Regions from separate parts of the Drosophila melanogaster genome. Here region 1 is linked to region 2. The links are chromatin contacts, called in public Hi-C maps. All regions are on one chromosome and are shown on one strand. The core of a region is the stretch at or near the end of the contact, and the rest is flanking DNA. Distances in the headings are between cores, read along the strand shown.

Evidence for each region. A called contact is a pair of places that touch in the nucleus more often than the background predicts.
Region 1: a Hi-C map of the Kc167 cell line shows a contact between it and region 2, with 1.7 times the contacts expected there. The contact joins the promoter of Gclc here to the promoter of CG14434 in region 2. A contact is called at or near these places in 1 of 107 Hi-C or Micro-C datasets (the Kc167 cell line) and 1 of 6 datasets of contacts at active chromatin or transcription factors (the Kc167 cell line).

The regions. Positions count from the first base shown.
Region 1 is chrX:8,113,054-8,117,953 of dm6, reverse strand. It overlaps Gclc (Glutamate-cysteine ligase catalytic subunit), which reads left to right and starts at 1,807. Exons shown (of 5, transcript NM_001298072.1): 1 at 1,807-2,537. CG1575 reads right to left here and starts at 942. Exons shown (of 1, transcript NM_132212.3): 1 at 1-942. The coding sequence starts at 830.
Region 2 is chrX:6,865,938-6,870,753 of dm6, reverse strand. CG14434 reads left to right here and starts at 3,560. Exons shown (of 3, transcript NM_001298040.1): 1 at 3,560-3,952. It overlaps CG43736, which reads right to left and starts at 2,527. Exons shown (of 5, transcript NM_001298043.1): 1 at 1,974-2,527; 2 at 1-1,493. The coding sequence starts at 1,364.

The DNA of each region.
Region 1 (4,900 bases), core at 558-3,057, 1.2 Mb before region 2:
ATGGCATGCAGATTGCGATTGTCATGGCGCACGGGACACAGCACATTGTAATATTGCGGACGCATCTCCTCGAAGTGAACCACACGGGCAGCGGCTGACTTTGGCGTCTTCGAGGTGACTAGCGTGCTGAGGATCTGCTGCAGACGGATAAGCACCTTGGTGCGCCACTTCACAGTCGTCTGCTTGCCCTGACTCAGGTTCAATGTCAACGTTCGATTCGAACGCTCGTTGTCGTGGCGGGCGCGGGAGATCATGTCGATGAAGTTGCCAATTATGGTGCTGGCACTCCGCTCGGCCAAGAAAGCCGGTGGTACGCGCAACAGTAGGACGTCGAGCATGAGCAGCGAGTCCTCCTGGATGGCGGGCAGCACGTGAGTCATGGCGCAACGCAAATAGGTGGCTATGACATGGAAGAAGGGCGCCACTGCTTGTGGCTGCAGTGCCTCTAGCAGAACATCAAGGGTCTTGAATGATTCCTTTCGCGCCGACCCCTCCATGTCCAAAGCTCCGGCCGCAATTCCTTGGAACAGCTCGTTCAGATGACCAATTAAATGGTCCGCATTGCCGGACTTCAGGGAGTCGCGCACATTGCGCTGTGCATCAGTGCGGAACTTGACACTATGATGCTTCAGACGGGACAGTGTCTCCTTGAGATTGAACTGTCGCTGGCCCGTTTCCGAGTAGGAGGACTCCTTCAGCTGCTCCCGAATCTCAATTTTGCGCACCTTGAAGTCCGTCTTGGTCACGTTCAGGCCCTTGGGCAGCTTGGCGCCCTTCAGCTTCACTTTGGCCTTCTCCGCACGCAGGTTCTTCTTGTGGTGGCCGCCCATTTTTCCAGCTCTGCAGAATATCGGAGGTGGATTTGCAAATTAAAAACAATCAAAACATGTGCGCTCCAAACTCAACTGGTGGTGGACAGTGTGACCAAGTAAATATGAAAGGCACAGTATCTACCAGATATACTTAAAAAATCTTTTTAAGATAACTTAAAAAATAAGAAAGCTTTTTACTTCGCATTTATGTCAAATGTAAATTTAAATTTAAAATGTAAATCACAGTGATTGTTTCATGTTAACTCATCTGATTTTGTCCTGATTTAATGATAATTTTTTCAGAAAAGCATAAAATATATCATTGCAATATATCTATTTTATACGTAAAGAATTAGAAACAATCCTTAAAAAGTATATTTTTTTTTGAGACAGTACATTACTCCTAACTATCACTAAGATTAATATCCTTGCATAATCTTGTTGTCTACCAACATATATTACAATTTCATAAATCTAAGGAAATTTAAATAAATTTGTCTTAAATCTCTTTTAAGTTGTTTAATATAGAGCTATAAGAATATGGAAAAATTAATCTTCAAAACTCAAAAGCTTTTTAGGATAAATTATGTGACATTGCAAGTTGTGGTGAAATCACAAACTGCAGAATGTTCTAGATTACTAAATTAAATAGGTGGAGTAATAAACTTTTAAAACTATAGAAAAGCGTGTTAAGTATATGTTTAAGATGGATTAGTTTTTAAACGAGAAGTCAATGTCTGGGAAAAATGTGAAAATAAATCAAGAATTTGCAATTGCAAAAATCTTAACAAAGTAATGTGTAGTATTAAATGAGAATTGTAAGGTCTTCATAACAAAGCCCAAATCTATTAGAAAACGAACACTTTACGCGTTAAATAATAAATAAATAATTGATTTAAGCAACACGTGCTGCCTGCCTATCGGACTGTCGCTATCGGTTGGCAAAATAACTTAACGCGTCGGCCAGTGGCTTTTCGGCATAACAGCAGCTGGGCACATTCAAAATTTGTATTTAAAGTGGAGCGTTTTATTGTTTTGGGCATTCGTTAGTGTTAATAACACTGTTTACGTCGACGGAGAATTTGGCGGCAAAGGAAACGCAATACCAAAGTCGCGTTTAAAGAAATTACAAATATACAAAATAAATACGGTAATTTCGAGTCGAATAATTATTGTGAAATACCCCCCCACACACACACACAAACACACTCTCACACCCACACACTCAGCACAATTCCAATTGGAAAGAACCTTTCCGGGCGGGGGAGCACGTTTCGCGTAAATTTCGCCCATGATTTTAGAGATTTCTTGATCTCTATTCCGGTGGCAGCCGCATTTCTATAATTAAAACCGAAGCTGAACCAGCAACAGCGAATAAAAATCCAATTTGAAAGAAAACCAGTCCGCATTATCTGTTTACATCCAAAGAGAGCAGCTGACGCCGCAGCTGTAAATTAGAGGGTGTGAAGTGAGGAAAACACGCGACCTGCTAACTGAATCATTTGTTATTTTTCTTTTTTTGTTCTTGTAATACTAATAATCGTGAATTCAATTTCGATAGAAACACACACACACCAACACACATCGCAACACCAAAAACATAATAAGGAAATAGTGAGAGCGCAAAAACAGCGGTAAATTCGGCAAATAACGTTACACAACCCACCAAAACTGCAGCGAGAGAGCGGCAGAGAGCGAAACAGAGTGACGAAGAACAAAAAGCAGGTCAGTGCACATTTTTAATAATGAAAATGGTAATCTATAGCAAATGCATAGTATGTTTGAATAGAGCAAATAAAGTTCTAATATCTCCATCGCGTTGTGTTCGTTGTTAGCTGTTGGTCTTGACAAATATAAAAAACTTACGAAAAAACGACCTGTGGCACATACCACTTGCAGTGGCGCATCCGCATTTATTTGAAGGGGGGGGGGGGACTTCTGTTGCGACATTTTTTGTAGCCTACTTTTTCAATAAAACTCGAATCCATATCGTCATTTGGTTTATTTTCTGTGAAAGTTTTCGCGTTTGTTATGGTAGTACATTGTATAACAATATTTATACACCCATTCCGATTGGACAAACGCAACAGCTGAGTGGACAGGAATCCAATAGCCGCACATTCTTATTGGAACGTCAGCGCGCGCGTGTACATTTGTTTTTTTTTTTGTGTTTTGTTTGCGCGTGTGTGCGTTTGCGACTTCCCTTATGCCGGCAATTTGTTGTTGGTGTTGGTGCTGTTGGTGTGTTTTTCTTTGCCCCGTGTTGATGTTTTTGCTTTTACTGGTATTTAATTTAACACCAGTGGCGAGTCGGGTTTTATAATGATTCCGCTCAAAGGGGGTCAAAGTGGCACGGCCTTGGGCTCCGCTGGGCCCACAATTGTGGTCAAGATATTAGGAGCATCGAAGTAAAAATATGTGTAAAAAATTATACTTTAAACTAGGCAATATTTTGTAAAGAGGAGTGTTTTTTAAATTTGCAAACTGAAATGAGTAATTGTGTAAATCCAAATACGTTTACAATGATTCATGTAGAACCGAAAGTGAACTTCCTAGAAAGCAAATCAAATTTCTCAATTAACTGATATGATTGCTATTTTTATGGGCCACGGTGTTAATAATTGTGTCTATAGGTACACTTTGTAAATGCGTAATTATTGGGGGGCCAACTATTTTTTGTTGCTTTTTTTATTGATTTTCTATGTTTGTGGCTTGTGGTAATTACCGGTCAATTCGATTTTAAGTATCCGCCGGACTTTGTTGTACTTTGTATTTGTACTTTCCGGTGTGTGTGTGTGGTTTTTGACAACCTTGACATTAGTTCATTTATATGTGCATGCGATTTACAGACCCTCATCTGATTTTTTTTTATACCATATACTACTATATATACTATATACCATATTTTCGGATGGTAAATTATCGACCTTGGGTGGAAACTTCTGGCATTCTATAATACTCTCCCATTTGGCATGACCAATCGAAAAATGTGTAGCTGCAATGGGTGCCCTCTAATCACCGATACGCCGATATAAAGCCGCGCAGTTTGTGCGATTGTGCCGAGTCACTGTTTGCCGGCGAAAGTGACGTCATGGAGCACGCGAGCGGATTGCTCATACGCTGCGTTTGACCGAGCTCTTATTGGGTATTCCTCTCCAGCCAGCAAATGGAGATCCCCGCCGAAAAACAAAAGAAATGGTGAATTGAAAATCGTTAGGATGTGGAAGTGTTTGCCGCAATTTCACCATAATATGCAAAGTTTTCGGCTGACGTCATTTCGGGATGGTGGGGATAAATGGGAAGGAGGAGAAACGAAAAAAAGGAGCGAAAGAGGGCGAGAGGTAATCGAAAAACAAAATATCATATCACTATACTTTCCTGATCTATCAGCATGAGAATGCAGAAATATCTCACGAATTATGAACGTGAATCACACAGCGGCGGCCACAGTGATGATTCGTTTTGAGGAACGCACGAAAACTATAAACTACTTGAACTATAAACTACTTAAACTATAAACATGCTGGCTGGCTATATAGTTTTGAATGGCCATAACTTTTGGGAAAGTAGCTAGATAAGAATCGAATTAAATGGTTGCTTAAATCTAAATAGTGTTCATTAAACGTAGTATCCACTGTACTCCCCACTTCTCACACGCATCTCACGATCAATTACGACTGTTTGCTGTTTGATAGCGGCGTGCGAAAAACAATCAAAGTTTTTCAATGCCTTTTGCAATTGTTGTGACATTTGCCATTATAATCGCACCATGACTTGCCCCCCAAAATACCAACTGTAATAGATATGCTTTAGTTCGATGTAGATGTATGTGATGTATGGATGTATGTATCGAGCACTTTGGATAGATAAGTACCCGTACATTACGCATACGCCCCAGGGTCCGTTCAGATAGCGACATTTGGCCTTGCCTTAAGTTAGCCTTTATTGAGCGGCCTAATCCCGTCCCATTGTCACGCACCACAAAAAGCCGCACTCGAAATGCCATTGGCATATTGCTACACCGAGCGAAAAGTGTTGTACAATCATGAGTGATTATGATTTAATTACGAAAAATCACATCAGCATGA
Region 2 (4,816 bases), core at 2,311-4,810:
ATCAGATGCTGTTGATGCGCCGTCGCCGCTGCTGCGGCGGCAGAGGCAGCGTGCTGTTGCTGAGATTTTGAGGTCACCTGTTGGCCACCAGCGGTGTTCGCGGAGGATGATGCGGCTGATGTGTTCTGGCCCATGTTGCCGCCGCTGGAGGAGGAAGGGCCGGACGATCCGGAAACGGAGGTGGTCACTTTTGGAGGCGGCGCCGAGGGTTGACGGGTCCAATTGACCGAGTTGTTGACATTGGCCCGATTGCCAATGAGCAGATTGGAGTCAACCACCTTGCTGGGCCAGTAGTCCTCGAATTCGGTGCCATTTGGGAAGTAGCTTTTGATGTCCGTCAGCGAAATCACGGCCACGTTCTCGCTGGAGAAGAGCTCATTGCGTATGCCCTGCACCTTGCAGCAGAACTTTAGATAAGCCAGGTCCCAGCCATTGAGCAGCTCCGCTTTGGTCTTTAGATTCTCGGTCTCGCCCTCAAAATAAAAGAGCGGCACAACCTGCTGATTGTTGCGCACAGTGTAGGGCACCACGGACTCCTTGTTGATGCGAATAAAGCCGCACTTCTCCGACGGCGTCTTGCTGCCGGAGACTAGTTTCCTATAGCAAATATCCAGGAACTGATAGAACTTGGATGCGTCACTGAGACGCACCACCAAATCCTTTTGGTTGAAGATGTCGCGACCGAACTCGCCGTCACAATGCTTATGATTAATCTCGATGAAGAGACGGGCCTCCGCATCGGTGATGTAGTAGCTGCGCACGCAGGTGCAGCTGGAGTAGATATCCGGATGCAGGCAGTTAAGGTATTTGCCCAGCAGTTTCAGTTCGATCATGCGCACGGAGCAGTACTTCTCCGATTGGCGATAGATGTACGGTATGGATACCTTGCCGAACTGAGCCCAGCCGAAGTGGCCTTGAATGGACTCCTCGTCGCAGGGTCCCGTGGAGGACTTCTTGTCCGAGCCGGAGTCGCTGACGGCTCCATTCGAGCGGCCATTGGAGGCCAAGGCGGGCACCACCTGCATGGTGCCGTTGGGTAGTTTCTGATGACGAGATAGGTAGTTCATGATATTGGTCTGGCCATTGCCATTTGTGATCGGCGGCTGCATGTTGCCACCGGCCGAGGATGCCGCAATGGCGCCCCCATTCGAGTGCTGCATGGCCGCTTGACGGGATGCCTGCTGGGCGGCCTGTTGCTTCTGCTGCTCCTTCATTTTGGCAGCTAGTTCGCGGATCTCGGCGTCATCGGGACGCTCCTGCTTGACGGGCGGTCCCAGGGGACCGCCCAAACTGTTGCCGTGGAGCGGTAGGCTCTGGCCATTGGCATCGATGACGCTAGTGATCTGCACATCCTCGCTGGCCATCGCTCCTCCGCACACTCTCGCTCTTTTGCTCTAGAATGCTGTCTTGCTCGCGCTCTATGTAATCTTGCGTTATCGTACTTTTCCAGACTTTTCGATATCCACACTTTTGGTTTGGTTTTATATTAGGAGCTGTATTGAAAAATTTACTTGTTAGGATGACAGTTCGATTGGTACTGCCAGCATTTCAATTTGATATGTTATTTGTGTATGTATTTATATATATGCTCATATATGTCAATATATATTTAACAAAGACTGCATTATGTCTTACTGATTTTTTTAATTATTCACACATCAAAATGAAATTCTTTTGGCAAGTGTATTTGTTATTTAAACAGAACTATAAAAGAAATAAACAGCCGGCTTGTTCGATCCTTCTCTTTCTGGCACACAAACGGTCACACTGACCGGCTGTCTCACACACACACACACACACACACACACGTGATAATTTTTTTAGATGTTTTCCTTTGCAAGTGTGCGTGTGTTAATGCGCGCACTTATTTTTGTTGTTTTTCGAGCTCATTTCAACATTTTGCACACAATGCTATTGCTGTTGTTGTTTTTGGCATATAAATTATACATTATGTATGCATGTGGTACACTTACACAAACAAACGCTAACTGCATTTTGGCAGTGTGGCAAAAAAAAAAACAAAACTATTTAATGCATTTGTTGTTATATTTAGTTGCTGCTTTCTCTCTCCTCGTTTGCTTTTGGTTTATTAAATTCCTTTTTGTTGTTTTTGCGACGACGCTCGTGGTGAAAAAAAAAAACAATTTGTTTGGTTCTCTTTTCTTTTGATATTCGCACTTTTTCGCTAGTTTGCTTTAGCGCTTGTTCCGCATTCGACGCCGACGCACGTCCGCCCGTCTTCGCAATACACAAACGAGTGTGATCGTTGTTACGAAAATTATTTCAACGAAGTCAACTGAAAAATGTGTACGGCACACACACAAACCTACAGCCGTGCGCTCACCCACACTGGCGCAGCGCGCCGGCAGCGACGCCTACTGCGGCAGCGGATGCAGAGCGCAAAAGAAAAACGGAAAACACGAAAGAGAAAAAAACAAACACCCGTAGCGCAGTCGGCGTCGCTGCAACGCTGCCACGAACATTTTGCCGAATTGTTGTTGCTGCTGTCCGTCTCCCTTTTGCGCCCCCACCCCCCTTCTTATGCATTTTCCTACTCTGCCATCGCTCTCTCTCACCCTATTCGGCTAGCCCCCTCCTCGACGAACGCCTGCTCTCTCTCTCTCCTTCCGCTCATCGACTAGCTCTAAGCTGCGACGCCGACGTCAACGTAGCTGCAGAGTTACAACCCACAGTGGTTAAGACATAAGCAACTTATGGAAATTAATTAAGGGATCTTAGCCAATTCAGTATGAAAGTAAAATTTTATAAAATAATACGAATTTATGGGATTACAAGTTTACCATTTGTTGAATATTTAACCTCACAATTAAGTTCTTTAAATACTCTACACATATGTATCTCGAATTTGAACTTTTTATTGTTAAACTTTCTCTCAAATTCGCATTATTTTTTAGTAACACCATCTGGGAATCAAGCAGATCAAAAAAGGCAAGCTTCTTTGTGGCTTACTCATATAAATGGTGTAAAAAATAATGCAAACTAGCTAAATTTACTTTAAAATTAGTGTTTCCTTGTTACATGTTTACTCTTTACATACAGTTGTACAAATTTATTTGTATATATTATTTCTCTATAAGAATATAATAATGCCATTTTCCCCTGGCATTTGAACCACGGTACAAGGAAAGCTTAAGCTATGCTATATACAAGACCCACACACACTGACACATGTTCACAGAGAGCTGGCTGGGTCACAGTATTGGTATTGGTTTTGGTATTGGTGGTGTGATGATGATGTTGTTGCTTTTGTGCGGGAGTGGGTGGGTGGGTGCTCTTTGTGGGCGAAGGCGTGGCGGGGCGGCTCTATTTTTGGCAAGCACCAAAAGCAAAAGCAAAGGCCCCTGCTTAGCATTCGATGGCCACCTCTCCTCGCTCTAGCCCTCTCCCTTTCCCACATGCCATCACTCTCCCCGTCCCTTTCGCACCGTCGAATGCAAGAAGTTTTCGGTATTCGCGCGCTCTGCGGCTTTCAAGACAGGCCCCGTTCCAGAAGGCAGAGAAAACCGGGAACGACCGAGCACGAACACGAACAAACGAATACACGAGTTCACGAACGGGCGCAGCTCCAAAAGGTCGCCCCGACTCTAAACATTTACCAAAAAAAAAAATTTAATTAGCCAGGTCCAAGAGTCCAAGTCAAATTCCATTGTGCCGCCATCATACGGGGCTAAAAAGTTAACTGCCAGTTAATAACGAGTCCCGCGAAGTACAGTCAGATCAAAACAGGTGTTATTTGGTCCCGAAAACTAAACGTACAGTTGCGCCAAAACACATTGTGATATGTATTTTACTTAATGCAATGTCCACTTCAATTTATTTAGAACCAACTGTAGCCTATTAAAGGTTCTACTTGTTTTCATTCAATCATATGCTTATGTGTGTAATAGGATTACACAATATAAACCGAAACGCAATTTATATATGAATGTACGTAAGTACACCAATCAGTTTTTAGGGTATTCAAAAGCCGAGTGTCAATGGAAGGCACTGCAGTTTATTGGTATCTCTCGGCTTTGGTTTCAGGTGTCTCCCGGGCTTTTTAGTTTGTACGGTACGAGACTCTCCAGTGCGTGGCTTTCTTTAATTCTTTCGTTCTACGGGCTCCCTGTTTCGTGGCATCTCTCTTGATTTTGAGTGGGGGTTTTGATTTTTGGTGTTTTGCTTTGCTAATTAGTCAGCTGTGCGTGAGTGTGTTTGGGTATTTCTTGTACTTTGTGTGGAAGATGTTTTTTGTTTTTTTTTTCTCTACGGCCATGTAAACCCCCTTCTAATAGTGCGGTATTCGTATTTAGTCATATGCTTAACTATGTACATAGATATATATGTATATACATATACATACATAAATCTATATGTACGAGGCTATGTGCAACGGTTAAAGTGTGCGAAATGTGCATCTGTAGTGGTGGGCATACGCATTCGACATCGTCAGTCGCCATCGATGCGAACGAAGAGTGTACGAGAGTGAGAGAGAGAGGGTGTAAGTGCGAGGGGTTGGGTAAGGGGAGAAAGAGGGAGACAGCGTGAGAAGCGAGCGTTACGAAAGGCCCCGTTTCGTGCGCGCTTTGCTATGTAAACACGACTAAACATGTGCCTGCATGTGTGCGTCTGTCTGCATGTATGAATCTAGGCGTACACATGTATGTATGTTTGCATGCGTGGATGTAGACCGTTCGTTTAACCATCAATGGGAAATATTGGATTGGGCGTTGGGTGGCTCAAAACGGGGGATTGGGGCGGTAGGCGGATGGTCGGCTCTGCCGTTTGCTATGATTTTGGCAAGCTTCACGATTGC